Regions from separate parts of the Anser cygnoides genome. Here region 1 is linked to region 2. The links are chromatin contacts, called in public Hi-C maps. All regions are on one chromosome and are shown on one strand. The core of a region is the stretch at or near the end of the contact, and the rest is flanking DNA. Distances in the headings are between cores, read along the strand shown.

The links. Hi-C and Micro-C count contacts between places; a contact is called where the count stands out from the background.
Region 1: a Hi-C map of liver shows a contact between it and region 2, with 1.8 times the contacts expected there. The contact joins two enhancer-like sites. A contact is called at or near these places in 2 of 7 Hi-C or Micro-C datasets (both in liver).

The regions. Positions count from the first base shown.
Region 1 is chr19:2,188,055-2,192,356 of Taihu_goose_T2T_genome, forward strand. The region is part of intron 1 of NTN1 (netrin 1); the gene reads left to right. Among named protein-coding and RNA genes, the nearest start is that of NTN1, 11 kb to the left of the region's middle. Within about 2 kb of position 2,712, at least 2 of the 3 cell types and tissues checked have open chromatin away from gene starts, as enhancers often do. A contact at or near this core is called in liver, where this site is marked.
Region 2 is chr19:1,921,119-1,925,569 of Taihu_goose_T2T_genome, forward strand. The region is part of intron 4 of MYH10 (myosin heavy chain 10); the gene reads right to left. Among named protein-coding and RNA genes, the nearest start is that of MYH10, 46 kb to the right of the region's middle. Within about 2 kb of position 1,748, at least 1 of the 3 cell types and tissues checked has open chromatin away from gene starts, as enhancers often do. A contact at or near this core is called in liver, where this site is marked.

The DNA.
Region 1 (4,302 bases), core at 1,462-3,961, 270 kb after region 2:
GCTGCCTCGTGGAGCCGGACAGCTCGCGGCCGTGGTGCTCAGCCTGGGCTCAGCCTAAAACCAGGTGCCCACGTGCATCGTGTAAGGAAACGGGGCCAGATCCTCACCCGGTGCAAACCAGGCTCTGCCCGGTGATGGTGCTTCCCCCCTGCAAATGCACTCCAAAAAAAAAATCCCCTGATGGGGAAGTGACAGGCAGGCTTTTAAAAAGATATCTGTATAATAGCTTTCATTTATAGGGGGATTAGGATGCCCTGGGGACTGATAACGAGACGGGGAGGCTTTTCCTACTCGAGCTGAGCAGCCGGGAGCCTGCAGGAGATGGGCTGGGGAGCGGAGCGGGCGCTCGGCAGTGCATTTGCAGCAGGGATCAGCGCACAACGGGGCTGAGCACGCCTCGGCTCCGGCTCCTGCGGCTCATGGTCTGTGCTGAGCTTGGAGTTTGTGCTGTGCCTGTCAGAATGCAGGGGGTGAGCAGGGGAAGGAAAAATGTCGCTTTTTTGGGATAGCTACTAAAGAAATGTGGGACAGCACAGGCAGCCATGTTGGCATGGGTTGGGGATAGAAGAAGCATGCCGTTCAGCTGGGAATTGGATTTGGGGATTTATGTTAGTGGTTCCCAGAGTTTAAAAATTAATGAGGTGCTACAGCCAGAGAGACTGCTCCATCCTCTCCATCCCAGGGATGGTGCTGAGTACCCGAGGTCCCCACTGGCAAAGGCAATCCCATTGCATTGAAGGCACAAAGCTAGCACAAAATTGCTGCTGTGCACAGTGTGCCTTTCCTGTGCAAAGTGACCTTCCCTCTGCCCGGGAGCTGCATCGCTGGGAGCGCAGCGAGCAGGAAAGCAGAGGGTAGGGAAGGAGCCCGGCCCCATGTCCCACACACAGCTCTGAAAGTGAGGAGGATGCAGCTGGGAGTTTTAGTTTCAAACTTTTTCAAAGCATCTCGTAAATGATGAGAGGGTTGAAATTTATATCTGTATCTCCCACCTGGATAGGCTGGGATTAAAAAAAAAAAAAAAAAGGCAAACAAAAGAAAAACAGTTTTACCCTCATCTTGTAGCACAGGGTCATCCTAAAGTATTTTGTAGTAGGCTAAGGGCTGGAAGGGACCTTTTGCTTCGCCCGCTGGTCATTGCCACCGGGTTGTGGCACAGCCGGAGAGCCCAGCACAGGGCAGAGCAGCCCCAGCCCCGCTCCTCAGCAGCTGTTGTGATGCACAACGGATGAGCCCAGGAGATCTTTGCTGTCCTGGGCCAAAAATGAGCAGCGAGCAGGAGGTTGTGCAGCCAGCACACGGGAACGTCAGCACGAGCGGGATTCCTGGGGCAAGCAGCCTCGGGGTGTCTCGGAGACAAACATTTTCCCTGCTTGAGGGTCACAGCTGCTGCATCTTGCCCATTGGGGGAGAGGGCGAAGGACACCCAGCAGCCCACCCCCACCACCCCCAGTTTCACCTGGAAAGGGCCCAAATGATGTGAGGAGCAGGAGCAGCTGGGCACCGAGGCAGGCTGCGAGCAGCCAGGCTCCGCAGGTCTGTTTTACAGCACATTCATCCTTTTTGACCTGCTGTGGGGAACTGTTGGGATGGGTTCAATAATGGTGTCGGACAGAGCGAGAAGAGCGCTCTCTTACCTCTCACAGTGCTTCCAGGTGGGAATCAGAGAGGGAAAAGCAGCAGAGGAGGAGAGCTTCTCCCCGGGCTGTGTGCGGGGCTCTGCTCAGCCACTCTGACCCTATCACTGGTTTTACACCTGCCTTTGTATGCCAAATTCATGGATTGGGATGGAAAGATGGATGAGGAGCCCGTGACATCTTCCCCCTACTATTTCTGAGCCATCCATCAGCCAGATCCCTACCAGGCTGCGTTCTGCAGCACTGCGTGAATCGTCGAGATCCCCACTTCATTTTAACTGAGTATGACTTTATTTTCATGGCAGCTCCACGGGGCAAATTAATGTGCCTTAATGTCAGCCATCTGGATATTGAGGGTCCAGTCTTCGGCAGTTGAGCTGTAGTGGATGCAGAGAGCATGGACAAGACATTTGATGAACAAAAGGGATTTTCTTTACACCCACCAGGGATCGCTCAGCAGCCCCATGCAGCACCTTGGTTTGCTCTTGCAGCCCCAGAAATGCTTTCATTTGGGGACCAGTGGATGATCTGGGGTCTGTCAGGAGATGCTCTTCTCACCATGCATGCAGTGAGGTGGGAAGGACTGGGGGAGAGGCACCACCAGCAGGCGAGACCGGAGCATCCCTGGCTCTCTGCCTCCTCTTGTTCATTCTAGACCTGCCCCAGGCCCCCGTCTCCATCCAGTGAAGCCCTGGCTCTGCCGGGCACTGGGCACCGCGGTGTTCCTTGCCCAGAGGGAGCCTCTCGCAGGAGCAAATCCAGTCCTGGGGTGTGGCAGAGATTTCTGTAACTGGAAGGGGGAAGGAGAGGGTAAAAGACAGGGAGAGTTACAGAGGGGAGAAAGTGTGGTGGTTCTGAAAACTAGCCATGGTGGTGCAGGAGGAATAAGCCGAGCCGCCCTCAGAGCACCGTTGGGATGCCAGAGCTGGCTTCTCCCTCGCAGCACTGGCCAGGGGCTGCTGCTCGCGGCTGCATCCGACCCGCGGTGCGGGACCAGGCGGGCAGCCGGGCGGGTTCTGCCTTCCCCTCACCTCGCAGGCTGTCCCCAGCCAGGCTGTTTACTCGGTCGTTCGCCCGCCCTTTTGCAATAGGGAGTCAGTTCTGGTTAATGTTGGAGATCGTAACGTGATTACCGAAAGTCTCATGAAATTAAATCACTTTGCTTCAAAGCGGACGGGGAGGGGGAGCGTCTCTCTGGCAGCGGGGATGGCCGAGCGGATATTGAAAGCAGACTGGTAGCCAGCATTGCTCTGCACACAATTGAGCTCTGACAGTGTGAAGGCAAATACAAACAGCAGCTTGTGTTTGCACACAAAGGCTCTGTGCACCAGTATCCCCGGCCCTGTACTTTACACCCTCGGCTCTTGGGCAAAAAGTCCTGGGAGGGTAGGAGGGAGGGAAACTCCACTGAATATTTAGAAATGAATTGAACTGTGCAAACATGCCATTGGGAAGCTCTCAGTGTAACGCTTTGGATCAGCTACCCGCCGGGGCTGGAACACAACTGCTGGACTTGAAAGGGCGACTTTCACGCTGAAGCAAAACCGGACAAAAGAAGATAAATGAAACGGGCTCCCGGCGGGGTTTGGTTTGTTTGTTTTTGTAACTCGGCTAATATTCCCGCATTGTTCAGCCCAGCGGCCCAGTGTCTGTCCTTCACACGCTGCTCGTAAATCGGGGCTAAGCAGGCAGTGAGCGGTGCGGGGCTGGGAGCTGATGAGCCCCCCCGGCTCGGGGCCCCGGCACCACGAGGTTATCCTGCACCGCCGTGGGGCGGGCAGTGGGATGCTCCGCGGGGTCGCAGTCACACCGTGTGGCAGGCTGAGCCGGGGCGGTGCCCCACAGGCTGCTAATTCCCAGGTGAACCTGTGCTCGGATCAAGCTGTGGCATTTGGGGGCACGGAGCATCATTTGGGCTCGAGGGATGGGGATAAAATCAGTGGACCAACCCAGCTTTGCTGTCGGTTCATTCTGCAGCTGAGCGTGGTGTATCCTAATGATTTTCATGGTGGTCTGGGTGCTGGAGGTAAAAACTGCAGGATGTCCAGGTGGGGACAGCCCAGACAAGCTGTGGGTACTGGCGGTGATGTCTCCATCCCGTGCCCCAGCAGCAGGGCGAGGAGCAGGGCTCGTCCTCACAGCACCCTGGGCATGCCTCTGCCACTGGGCCCCAAAACCAGCCGCAGCAGTCAGAGCCTGGTTTACAGGGGCGCTCGACACTTACTGGATTGCTAATGCCAAAATATGCTCAAATGCAAGCCTTTCAAAAATCCGCTTGTTCCTGTGATTTTAGGCAAGGAGGTAGCCACGTCTTACACCTCAATATTTCTCTAGTTAACACCGAGGAAGCAAAAGCTTAACAATCCTCCATATCACAGTTTTGATCAAATCAAACAGCAAATAGAAATGCCTTTAAAACATTAAACAGTGCTTAATCTACTCCATAGCATTTACTTTTCACAAGCCTCTGTGAAGTCACCAAATGTTCACAAAAATGTGGCGGCAAAGTGATTTCTCCAGAAATCCAGCCCCCCAGATGAGCTATTTGGTACTCTCCACTTCACCAAGTTTCACCCAATCAATAAAAAAAAAAAAACCCACCCCAACAAAACCCCAGACGGCCCATCACGTGCTCGGGGTGACCAAAGAAATCCCCTGGTTTGGG
Region 2 (4,451 bases), core at 498-2,997:
CTCTGCACTGCTCACCTCGCTCTTAGCGAGCCCCAAATACATTTACAGCCACGGGGCTGCAGCTTCAGCACCAAGTGAGTTAGGGCAGTGGCACAGCACACAGATCGATAGGGACAGCAGATGTGGAACATTAAGACAGAGGCAGATTGAAAGCAGATTGTTGGACAGAATTTAGTGCCAGATTTGCGTAAGGGGCATCCCAAACTCAGAGCAAGGAGCTGCCTCGATGGTACAGGCAGAGGTCTGGCCACATCTGTCACAGTGACCACAAATGACGGCACAAGCCTTTTTAACCTAGACCTGGTTAAATACAGTCCATTAAATAAATCCACGCAAGGGGACTGCCAGGCCCGACTTCGCCATGATTCAACAGCATTTCAGCCGTGCTGAAGAAGCCCATTCCGCACGAGATGGACACCACCACTGGCAGCGCTAAGTACACGAAACTAAAAAGCATTTCATTATGTGGGGCTACGTTGGAAGAGTGGAAGTTCTTGTGTCGTTCAACGGTTGTTCAAGTTAGCGTTCAGAAACCAACTACTCCAGAAAAGTGGCAAGGATACACTGCATGTGCTTCCAAAGCTCTCAGCTACGATTCTGAAACAGAAGTGTGAATTTGCTGGGGGGAATTTAAGCACATTCTTTTGCAGTCTTCCTAATGCCTTCCCCCACCACGCCGTGTGCCAGTTTTGCAGCTCGCCTGCACTTATTTAGGTGCTTAGTTCCTAGCAGCCCCTACTTTAGGCATGAATTTCTGGTGGTGTTTGATGTGTTTGACCTGGCAGAACAGTGAGCAGGTTTTGTGGAAGACACCTAACTGAGAGCACTGAACGGAACGGTTGTGCAGACAGGTTATGGGATGTGATCCCAGCCTCAGTTACCGCACCGCGGTCTGCCATACCAGAGGTTACCCAGGGCACCGGATTTTACTGGTGGCATCTCGGAAGCACCCACCTCGTCCTGTCAAACCATTTTTGTTCTGGTTTTCCTCACAAGAAAACGGATATAATCGGAACAGAACACAAGAAGAAAAATGCAGAAGTCACAAATACTTGACTATTGAAAAGCTTGCAGGAGCAGAAGGCAGGCCCCTCAAAACGTGTTGGCTACACCAGCTTTGCTCGATGCATGGAAAATAAACGTGGAATGTATAACCTGAAGAGCTGGTTACAAAGACAACTACTCCAAGAATTAGCTAATGAATAACTGGGCTTCCTTTTTGCCAAGATACCATCAATATGCTACACAAACTGGGTGTACTTTGGGACCGCTACAAGGGGAAACACTTTTTTTTTTAATTCAGTGAAAAATCCCATTTCTACCAGGCCCCTATGTCTGTTACATAGAAAATTGTAACAGACAAATGTGAAGATCAATAAGCAGAAAATATACCTCCAATGCCCATTCTTGCTTCCCAATTTGTCTTTACTTCTAGTTTCCCCTTTAGTGTAATGCTCATATTAACATAATTTATGACTACAAGTGATAATAAAAGCAGTATTGCCTGTTTTTAAGTGTATATTAAAATACTTTTAATGCTAAAACTACTCCAGCAAGTAACAGAAGTAAGGAAATAAGTACAACAAAACATACATTTACATTTTAAACCAATACAATTTGTTCTTATTGTCATCAGAGCTTGGGAACACATTGCTAGCTGTGACTTTAAAACTAGATAAATAATCTTTTCTGTTAAGTTACAGAAACAGTTTATTAAATTTTAAAGATGAAAACCTACCCTGACACATCCAGTGAAAAGAAAATGCACAGTAAATACACTCCAGATGTTAGCCTCCTAAAGGGCAGCACCCAGCTTTAGAGGAGTTCACTAATCAAGAGGCTTTTCTGGCATACACACCAGCACAGCTTCGTGTGGCACGGGAAGGTCAAAAGCTTGCAATACATTCCTTTTGCTAAAAGTCCTTAAATCTAGTAGAGATTTTTAGAGGTCTTTATGCAAGTTCTCATTCAAAAGCAATACTAATGGATGCTATCATCCTAGTTCTCCTCTCCCTGGAGCTTACAAGTATGCCAAATATTTCCTGCAGGATACAGAGCTAGATAGCTTTGCTGCCATATACTCTAAAAGAATTAGAAGATTTAGGATAAAGTCCTCTTCATTTATAGAAATAAGGACATCTGCATGCTCTAATTCTTTCCCAGGAGGGCAAACACGAGTTATAAAAAATAAATTAAGATCTTCTACCTCTACCAACCTGCCCAAAAAAGGTAAACTTCTAGTAACACAATGTACAATATTTATGGAATGGAAATGATATCACGAAGCTAAAGATTAACTTTTTCAAAACCTTGTTTTAATACAACTCAATTAATATGTTACCATAAATTAAACACTGAAAACCCTTGGCTGAGATCCTAGCCTTACTTCAGTCAATGGCAACTTTGCTGATGATTGCAGTAAGGTCATAATTTCACCCCTTCTTTTGGTTTCAATTCCATTACTAGCAGAAAAAAAATGGAGACTGAAATCAAATCTCAACTCCATCTATGGAATATGCCAGGCACACCAGGTGGAATCAGCCAAGCAAGCCATCTTTAGCACTAGGCTCAAGTTGGATGTGTGAGGTTATTCCATTAACTAACAAAGCTCTCTCCCTTCGTACAAACTACGTTAGAGATGGGTCAAACGAAGTCTGAGGGTCACAGGTAAATTTTTGCATTATCTGGAGTTAAAGCACTAGTCCCCACACCAGCAAAGCTTCTGCTTTGAATAAGCTTCAAGCACATGTAAAGTAGGAAAACCTTAGCTAGCAAGAACACTTTAAAGTTTCTACATGATTTTAAATTCACTGGATGTGAACCTACAGTGTCATTTTCAATAAAGGAAAGTATTCTTCAGGCAAATTCATCTCAGCTACAATTTGGTTAGCAAGAATTACCAACTGACTTCTCAACCAGCTGCACCTTTTTTTTCCCCAAGCTACTCTAACCTAAATCTCGCATAGAAGTAAGAGGCATTTCCTCTGCTGAGCAGATTACCATCTGAAAACATGCAAAACCAGCACAGTGGGAGATGACTCGCAGGTCACAAAGCAAAGAGGCAACGTCCAGGCATGGGAGGCGAGGTCTGACTTCCAGGAGAGCGGTGTGCTCTTCCCACGCGGCTCACCTATAGGGGCAACTTCTGTTGTATCAGCAGGTCAAACGCCTGCCTGTGGAAGACCTATCCTAACAGAAGCACTGTTCTAAAGGAAAACAGCACTGAAACGGTCGCTCCTCTTACTGCCAGCTACACATCTTGTACAGGCGCAGCACTAGGCTACACCACCGCCTCTTCCTGCAGTGGCGACTTCTGTTGTCTGGACACTCGCAGTAGTTTAAAGTTGCTGACGTCCCACTGTGAGGGCTGGCGCCCATCTAGCACCAGCCCAGGGAGTCACTGATTTCCCCGGCAGAGCAGGGGCTATGCAGGACCTGAGATGTAGCTCTGGCACTCACATAGGACAGAAGGACACAAACAGGTACAAAGAAAGCTTTGAAATTGCGAAAGACTGTTCCTCGTCTTGTTGCCCATGCACACAGTCCCTACTGCACAGGAACAAGGTTTGTGAAGACAAGCATCTGCAACACACCGGGGTGATCCGATTGAGTTTGTCTAATCTACCCTATTACAGATCACCTCTCAGTGATTTAAAATACCGAAAACGAACCAAACAAGCTAGTACTTTTCCATGCAGGGACTCGGACCTTTCCCTTGCCCCAGGAGGATCAGTCTTTGTCACTCCTGATCAGCAGGAGGCCCTGGGACGAGAAGCTAACCTGGGGGCAGGAGGCCCTGTAGGAGCTGAGCACCCGGCAGGAGGAGACACGGCACCACCACCTTGGCACCTGGGCAAGTTCCCCTTGGGGACTGATTCCACGAGACCCAGGAAGCCGACCTGCTGCTCAGTTCTGCAGGCAGCACTGCTTCGATTCACACCAAGTGGCCACTTAGGCACCAAACCACGGATGCGTGCACTTAAGTTGTTTGTAGGAGAAAGTAACTGCGCAAGTGAGAGCCCCAACAAGAGGCCTTTGTCCTCCTCACAACAACGGCTGCGAAGAACAGAAGGGACTTATTCCCAGATGCAACTGAGCAAGTCTTCTGCCAGTTATAAACAGATATTTACAGCCGAGACCTGTAATTAAAAGAACGCTTTAATTACTTGGCTAATTTTCTGTAACGAAGAGGTCTAAGTGATAGTTTGGGCTAGCACAGAGGAGTATTAATTGGCTTTACTATTCACAAGGCTGCTTTACAGCCTCTCCATTCCCCTCTAGATGCTTCTCATCATCTCAACACCAGTTGTCTAGGGAATGTTACAAGTTGGACTCTGGCCAGAGGTTGTATACAAAAATGCTTGGTATTTGCTGCTGCTGTCCTTTAATAAGCAGCCTCTATTCCCTCCACGCCCCACCACTCCTACTGAAGCCAATTCAGATTAGATATC